Linked DNA regions of Zea mays: regions 2 and 3 are each linked to region 1. Evidence: chromatin contacts called from public Hi-C data. All regions are on one chromosome and are shown on one strand. Each heading gives the region's core, a stretch centred on a gene start, on an enhancer-like site or on the middle of the called end of the contact. The rest is flanking DNA. Distances are from core to core; before and after follow the strand shown. Region 1 holds the start of LOC100280793 (urease accessory protein F). Region 2 holds the start of LOC103626664 (replication factor A protein 1). Region 3 holds the start of LOC100191397 (Pentatricopeptide repeat-containing protein).

Region 1 (2,700 bases), core at 87-2,586:
CTCTGACTATCTGCAACGCATTACGCATCACCCTTGAGCACCTCTTCTCTAGTACTGTTCATCTTTTAGCGGCTACATTCCTCTTCTTCGACCTGCATCGCTGCCCTCTACGGCGTCTCCTTCGTAGCGCTTCTCTTCTCTCTCACGCCAGATGGAGAGGAGCGCTGTTCACCCCCCACGACTTTCTCTCTCCCTTTCGCGCGCGCATCGGAAGGACCGGAGGCGGCTTCCTTGCTGTCGACGACGGTGGCGCATCGATGGGTCTTGTGGAGCCGATCCCCCTCGAATGCGGGCGTGGGAGATGCAGCCTCTCTCTGCTGCCTCGCCGGGGAGTGGCTGGCCTACGGTGTCGGGCTCGCCGCCGGGACTGCTGCCTTCTGCCTGATAACTCGGCAACGGCTAGAGCCTCGTCGGAAGAGGATCCATTCAGCCGCTTCGGGATCTGCTGTTGGCCGTTGGGGTTCCTTGGAGCTGCAACTGTTGAGTTACAAATACGCTAGTTCTTAGTTGATTTCGTACGACTCCAAGTACGTTTTTGGGTGCAAATCGCTAGAACCGTTACTATTCAATGAAAATATTTTTTATTAACAAATTTCAGGTACGAATTATTGTAGTTTGTTTGGATAATTATTTTACATATTATGAATTACTTAGTAATTGGTAATCACCTACAACTATGATACGGTGCAAAATAAGACAAAATATGGAAATTTAAAAATAAAGGATGGTGGTTGAGGTAGTTGAAGGGAAATATATATTTTATTGGTATGGTGGGGTTTAGGGGATGTTTTAGGCTACCTGCAGTGGGAAGCTGTGAGGAATACGCTATGAGGATAGCGTTAGATATAAAGTAAAAGAATGTTGCAGTGAAGGACTCTAAAGGCGACTGTAAATTTAGAGCGGACCGGAGGAACGCTATTTACAGAGTCCTACTCGAAACTTTCTCGTGCGCGTATTGGATGGTAGACGCATGTTGTGCACGGCTGCATGCACATGCATGCACGCGGAGGTGGTGGAGGCGGGCCCACATGCATGCTGACGGTATAGAAAAGTGGAGAAAAAATATAATATAATATATGGTAGTTGGTATAGGGTAGATATATAGAGTAATTGTGACCGCGGAGAATTGTTGGATAGAGTAGAAAACCTCGCTGACCAGGATAGAATATTTATTTTAGGTTAGAGAAATAGAGTAGTATGAGTGCGGATAGCCTCAGAGGAAACCGCTGCAGAGAGTGAGAATATAGAGGGGGAGAGAGTGCTGATGTGGCGCGCTAGTGGGATATAGGGGATATAATTTAGAGGGAACCGCTGCAGCGTGATCCGCTGGCGCTCGCGGTGAGGCGTCGAAGGTCAACCCCTATCTTCCACCTCGGGGGGACTGCCTACCCGGTGGATCGACGCAGCAGCTTTATTGGTTCCCCGGAGACCTGCAAGTTGCAAGACGAGCTAGACCTAGCAACCGCTCCCTGCCGACCTTCGGCGTCTTGGAGTAAACATTTCGGCGTCCAGGCAAGTAAGCAACTCATGTACTCACCAATTATTTCGCAGATGGTTCCAAAGGTTCTCACGACCCTAGGGTGTTCGATGGAATGCGTAGCTGACAATTATTTCGCCCTTTTTCAGTACCGAAGATCTCCCATCCGCTCTGTCGATTTGCAATGGAGCCCGGCAGCCCAGCCCCGAAGAAATCACGGCTGGTGCACTCAGCGGACTGCGAAATGGAGGAGGCGCAGGCGCCTTCCAGTTCCAATGCAGCGGGGGGCGTGAACCAGAGCTTGCACTGGACCCAGTGGCAGATCCTGGACTCCATCCTCCCGACCGGCGGCTTCGCGCACTCGTACGGCCTCGAGGCCGCCATGCAGTCCCGCGTGGTGAACGACCAGGAGGACCTGAGGTCGTTCGTCGTCCAGGTCCTCGACAGCGCCGGCAGCCTGCTGCTGCCGTTCGTGCACTGCGCATGCGCAGGCAAGTCCCCCGGCGACGCAGCGGCGTGGGCCAAGCTGGACCGGTTGCTGGACGCCACGTTGACGAACGAGGTCGCCAGGAAGGCGTCCGCGGCTCAGGGCTCGGCTCTGCTGCGGGTGGCCGCGTCCGTCTTCGCCGAGGTTCCGGCGCTGCAGGAGCTCCGGCGGACGTTGCTGGGCTCCAAGAGCGTGTCGTTCCACCACGCGCCTGTGTTTGGGCTGGTGTGCGGCTTGGTTGGATTCGACGGCGAGACGGCGCAGCGGGCGTACATGTTCGTGACGATGAGGGACGTGCTCTCTGCCGCGACGAGGCTCAATCTGATCGGCCCGCTGGCTGCTTCGGTGCTGCAGCACCAGCTTGCGCCGGATGCCGAGAGGATGGTGCGGAAATGGAGGGACCGTGATGTCTCTGAGGCGTCACAGACTGCCCCGCTGCTCGATGCCGTGCAGGGCTGCCACGCTTACATGTTCTCCAGGCTGTTTTGTTCGTGACAACAAGGTGAGCTACCTACCTTCGTATGATCTTTGAGCATATGCAGCACATTCAAAGATGCTCCGGTCATGCTTCCATGCTTTTCTGATAAATTTCTGTTACCTTTTGAGTAACTCTGCATGAGACCTCTTCAATGATACGTAGTGTTTGATGGCTCGCAAGGCAATTGTGTGACAAGCTTTGGATGAGTGATGTGCTCTATCAAGGACGTGATGAGTATTCCCTTTCAAAAAAAAGGGC
Region 2 (2,700 bases), core at 97-2,596, 340 kb before region 1:
CCATTTCATGATTCCCTGCCTTATTTCTTGCATTTGTTTCTGCCATTAAGATATGAATCTGAATGTTGCCATTTTTATGCTGTTCCAGTCGGTGACCTGAACCATCTCATCTCTGCAACCATGAGTGGTGTTACCTGCTGCCTGCGGTTCCCAGGCCAGCTGAACTCGGACCTCCGGAAGCTTGCGGTCAACCTGATCCCCTTCCCCCGCCTCCATTTCTTCATGGTCGGCTTCGCGCCGCTGACGTCAAGGGGGTCCCAGCAGTACCGCGCCCTGACCGTCCCGGAGCTGACCCAGCAGATGTGGGACGCGAAGAACATGATGTGCGCGGCTGACCCGCGGCACGGGCGCTACCTGACGGCGTCGGCCATGTTCCGCGGGAAGATGAGCACCAAGGAGGTGGACGAGCAGATGCTGAACGTGCAGAACAAGAACTCGTCCTACTTCGTGGAGTGGATCCCGAACAACGTGAAGTCGAGCGTGTGCGACATCCCCCCCACGGGCCTGGCGATGGCGTCCACGTTCGTCGGCAACTCCACCTCGATCCAGGAGATGTTCCGGCGCGTCAGCGAGCAGTTCACGGCCATGTTCCGGCGCAAGGCCTTCCTGCACTGGTACACCGGGGAGGGCATGGACGAGATGGAGTTCACCGAGGCCGAGAGCAACATGAACGACCTGGTGGCCGAGTACCAGCAGTACCAGGACGCGACGGCGGAAGAGGAGGAGGAGTACAAGGAGGGAGATGAGGTGGCTGCCTGATCCACCGGCACATTGTGGGGTTGTGCACATTGTGGGGTTGTGTTATTATTGTTGCTCTTCATCTGGTGTTTAAAATGTTACTGTGATGCTGCTGCGAAACTGACGTAAGTTTTAACTGTGGAATTGATTACTTCTAGATCGTGGATTTGTCGATCTGATATTAGATGTATTCTATATCTTGGTATCTTTTTTTTAGAGTTCAGGGGCACATGAGTCATCGTCCGTATCTCACTGTCGACTGACATGGTCACCCTGTCACGGTAAGAAGAGTAGCTTTGTTAAATTGTGAAATATCGAAGTCACTAACCCTAGTGCTCATGTTCCGTTCCACCCTTGTCAAATTCCTATGACCTACAGAACGAAGACTCGATCGTATGATTCTTATATTTTACAAATGAAATTTACTATATTAACCGCGGGAGCAACTCCGGCACGAGATTAGGCCACGTCATCTTAAATAACGGCAGCCGTCTGATGGAAATCCAACGCTTCATACGAATCTTGAATAGTAAGTGGAGAACATCCCGGAAACATCCAGATTCGGACAAAAGGAAATGGTTTTCCTTGCTTCCTCCGCCCGTGTAGCTGGGCAACACAGTATTGAAGCAAAACAAATTCCTTTCCCAAAACCTCCTTTCCCCCACCCCTTCGCACAGGCGACGGACGACTCGGCTACCGCCGCTGCCGCTACGCCAGCTTCCCAGCGACTTCTGTATCAAGGAGCATTCAGGTATGCCTATCCTTCGCCTCCTCGAGATGTAGCAAGCATCTTCCCTCCCCTTTGCTTTCTCAAACACATCGGAGCCACAACGCAAGCACACATACAGGCATTTTTTTTCCCGAGCGGCATGCATCCTCCGTCTGCCGTCGAGACCCCTACACTACTGCTGGCATTTTCTAGAGAGCACAAAACAAAATGGTCGTATTCGGTTAGGGTTTAGGGACCACTGCTGGCGTTTTCTGCAATAGATATCTAGCCTATCCCAACTTTATTGGATTATAATCTTTGTTGTTGCTGATGATAAAAACGTTAGATGGTCCAGCGGAATATCGAAATTGCTGTGACAGTAAGGTGTCTTTCTTGCCATTATTCTATAGCACACATAATTTCTTGATTAATTTCTTGGGTATGTATTGTAGTTGTACAACAGCCAGGAAATCTCGTATAAGATGTACATTAGGTTTAATTTTATCTTATTCTCTACTGACTTTTGTGTTCAAAATAATTACGTTAGCTTTCAGTTCATCTATTTCTTCTGATAATTATGTATTTGAAATTGTTCCGCCTATTAGCCACAAAGATTAGTATACTCTCGAATCTATGGCAGCAGAACAAATACAAAAAAAAGAGGGAAAAAATCAATTGAGCCCATTGGTTCTTCTGAAATAGATGAACTGAATCATTGCATTCAAAACAATTGGTTCTTCTGAATGATACCACACTTCATTCCAAGTTGTGCTGGTGCCACTGATTACATAGTTGTTTTTTTGAAAAAAATAAAAGTAATTTTTGTAGTTCTGCTATTTCATAGGAGATTGACAACTTTGGTGACCTTTACTGTAAAATGATATTTATAACTGCATATGAAAGAAATATGTAAATAATATGTGTCAAATTAAATATGTCTTTCTACTGCACTCTCCCTAGGTTGTCAGACACCATGTTTAATATAAAAATGTCTAAAATTGTATATGTTGTTCCATCAAAAAAATATTTATTTACATATATCTTTTTTTATTTGTAACCCCTCTCAAACTATATAACAGAAAATTGAAATCTTTACTTGATTCCCTCCACCGTGCTTACAATTTAGTTTTTTTATTCTCTTCCTCCCTTTGCCATTACAATTGAATGCAGACTGAATGTCGGATTCAGTTGTGTTATGAACTAGGATCCTCCATCTACAACTATACGAGCTATTCAGTCGTATAGTTTTGTAC
Region 3 (2,700 bases), core at 93-2,592, 500 kb before region 1:
AAGCAGTAGTCTTACTGAAGCAGAATGCACTTGCTTGCCCAGTTCGAAATTTCCTAATCTAGAACATGAACTGAGTATCACAGCTAAAGTTGTCCGGTCAGGCTGCACATTTTGATGTTGCATTCTCCTAAACAAGTCGATTGTTTCTTGATGCAGTTCCTCCTGGCCGTAGCCAGATAATAGGGTGTTCCATGTAGTCACACTTGGCTTTGGTATCTTGTCAAACATTGCACGAGCAGACGGAACATCCCTTGCCTTAATACAAGAAGCAAGCATGTTACTGTAGGTTACCTCATTGGGCTCAAAGCCTGACTCTTGCATAAACTCAAGAACTTCCATGGCCCTCTCATAGCATCCCAGCTGACCATACCCAGTTATAAGAATGTTCCAAGAAACAATACTAACACTGGACAACGACTCAAAGACTTTGATGGCCTCATCCATCTTCATGCCCTTCGCGTACAGATCAACCAACGAGTTACCCACGTGTTGGTCCGATCCAAAACCTTTTCTGACAACCAATGCATGGATGGACTGTGCGAGCTGGATTGCACGAGCGACATTGTAGTCACCAGCGCAGGCCTGCGCGCAGGCGCCGAGAACACTGGAGACCGCTACCGGATCAACACGAATCCCGGTCCTGCTCATCCGCGCGAACAACCTGAGGGCATCGTCGACGGCCCCGCCCTGCGCCAACCCGCCCATCATCGCCGTGAACGACACCTCGTTCGGGCTAGGCATCCCGTCGAACAGCCTGACCGCGTCGGCGACGCTCCCGCACTTTGTGTACATGCCGAGGAGCCCGTTCTCGACGAACTGGTGCCCGTCGAGCCCGACCTTGACGGCGAGCCCATGGCAGCGCCTCCCGTCGTCGAGCGCGGCCACGGCGCCGCACGCGCTGAGCACGCTGGCCAGCGTGAAGTTCGTCGGCGCGAGGCCCTCCTGCAGCATCCCCTGGTACATCTCTAGCGCCTCCCCCGGGGAGCCCGACCGCGCGACGGCGGCGATGACGGTATTCCAGGAGACGGCGTTCCGGTCGGGCATTCGGCCGAGCAGGTCCCGGGCGGCGGCGAGGTCCCCCGCGCGGCAGGCAGCTGAGATGGCGGCGTTGTAGGAGTAGACGTTGGGGTGGGGCAGCGCGCGGAAGGCGCGGAGCGCGTGGCATGGCAGGCCCGAGAGGGAGTAGAGCTCGACGAGGCGGTTGAGGAGGAAGGTATCTGCGGCGAGGCCGGCGGCGAGGACGCGCGCGTGCGCGGCCTTGGCGTTTGAGCGGCTGGGCTTGCGGCCACCGCTACGCTTGATGCAGGCCTGGAGCACGGCAGCGAGCTGGGCCGCTAGGTTGGCCATCGCGGCGAGAAACGAGAGGAGTGCATCTTTTATGAGAAAGTTGATTGGACCCTGTCTAGCATAGTTTCTGACTGTTAGAAAATCAGCTTATCCAATAGTCGGTGAAAAACACCTTCTGTTTATTGCTGGTTTTTCATTCATTCTTATGATATAACTCTACTTTTATCCTTGATTTTTAAAGATTATAAGTATATCTTTCAAAATGAATTGGTATATTTTCCATATTTCATTATCATCACTTACAGAGTTAACTCAACTCGCCAAGATATGTTTCTCTTATTTTCTCTTACTAGCTAAGTGTGACGACTGACGACATGCTTCTCTCTTATTTTCTCTATCCTAGGCAAATAACTTGTAGACAGTTGAACAGCCTTGTCCATTTATATCGTGTTTGGTTAGTGAAATGCTGCCATACAGAACAGTGGCGGACCCAGAAATTAACCAAGACCCGGGCCGAAACGACCGTAAACTCTAATAGTAGCATATAAATAAATTGTACGAAACAACGTTGTCATAGATATTAAAGATGACATACAAATTATAATGTAGCTCCTCCAAAATGTATCATGTCAACATCAACATCAGTGCTTCTTGCTCCAGAACCTTGACGAAAATCATGTTAAGAACGCGACTTGAAAGGTAATGTTGAATAAATTTAATAATATTAATAATTGGTACATACCACTAGTACGAGGTAGATTCACTCTGCGGGTTCTCATGCCTTGAAAATAATCCAATATCTTTGCATCCTCAATACTTGTAAATATATCCCTCTCAATATAACACATCATACGATGGTTAAGCCATTCGTCTCCTGTCTTATTCCGCAACTCAGTTTTAATGATATTCATAGATGAGAAAGATCTCTCCACAGATGCTGTTGCCACTGGTAAAATTAAAGCTAATTCAATGAGACGATATACAAATGGAAAGACAACATGCCTGTCACTCTGAACCATTCTCACAGCAAGATCACCTAGGTCATTGCAACTTAGAATATCTGGATCAGCTCTCATATCAATAATGAATATCTCAAGTTGGTCTTTCAATACTATGCAATCATATGTAGAGAAATCCGCATCATACAATTTAGCAAGCTCAATTAACTTATCTCCATCAAAATTGGCAAAAGAATTTCTTGGATCAAGGCAGGCAATGCATCTCAATAATTGGGTAGATCTTTCACCAAAACGGTTGTTGAACTCCACAATAAGTTGGTCAAGCACCACATTAAATATTTCATGTTTCAAGTGATGATGGTAAGTTATCAACTGACCTCCACGACCTCTTGAGCGACCTCTAGCAGTGGTTGTATCCAACATGTTTGGCACAATGATATTATATTGAATGCAA

What was found. A called contact is a pair of places that touch in the nucleus more often than the background predicts.
Region 2: a Hi-C map of leaf shows a contact between it and region 1, with 7 times the contacts expected there. The contact joins the promoter of LOC103626664 here to the promoter of LOC100280793 in region 1. A contact is called at or near these places in 6 of 25 Hi-C or Micro-C datasets (ear, leaf and tassel).
Region 3: a Hi-C map of leaf shows a contact between it and region 1, with 8 times the contacts expected there. The contact joins the promoter of LOC100191397 here to the promoter of LOC100280793 in region 1. A contact is called at or near these places in 6 of 25 Hi-C or Micro-C datasets (ear, leaf, leaf mesophyll and 1 more) and 1 of 3 datasets of contacts at active chromatin or transcription factors (leaf).

The regions. Positions count from the first base shown.
Region 1 is chr5:85,848,623-85,851,322 of Zm-B73-REFERENCE-NAM-5.0, forward strand. It overlaps LOC100280793 (urease accessory protein F), which reads left to right and starts at 1,337. Exons shown (of 3, transcript NM_001352439.1): 1 at 1,337-1,512; 2 at 1,627-2,466. The coding sequence starts at 1,662. The coding sequence ends at 2,459.
Region 2 is chr5:85,508,339-85,511,038 of Zm-B73-REFERENCE-NAM-5.0, forward strand. It overlaps LOC103626664 (replication factor A protein 1), which reads left to right and starts at 1,347. Exons shown (of 13, transcript XM_008647057.3): 1 at 1,347-1,489. It overlaps LOC100383576 (Tubulin beta-4 chain), which reads left to right. Exons shown (of 3, transcript NM_001176224.1): 3 at 89-876. The coding sequence ends at 759.
Region 3 is chr5:85,353,514-85,356,213 of Zm-B73-REFERENCE-NAM-5.0, forward strand. It overlaps LOC100191397 (Pentatricopeptide repeat-containing protein), which reads right to left and starts at 1,343. Exons shown (of 1, transcript NM_001136831.1): 1 at 1-1,343. The coding sequence starts at 1,044.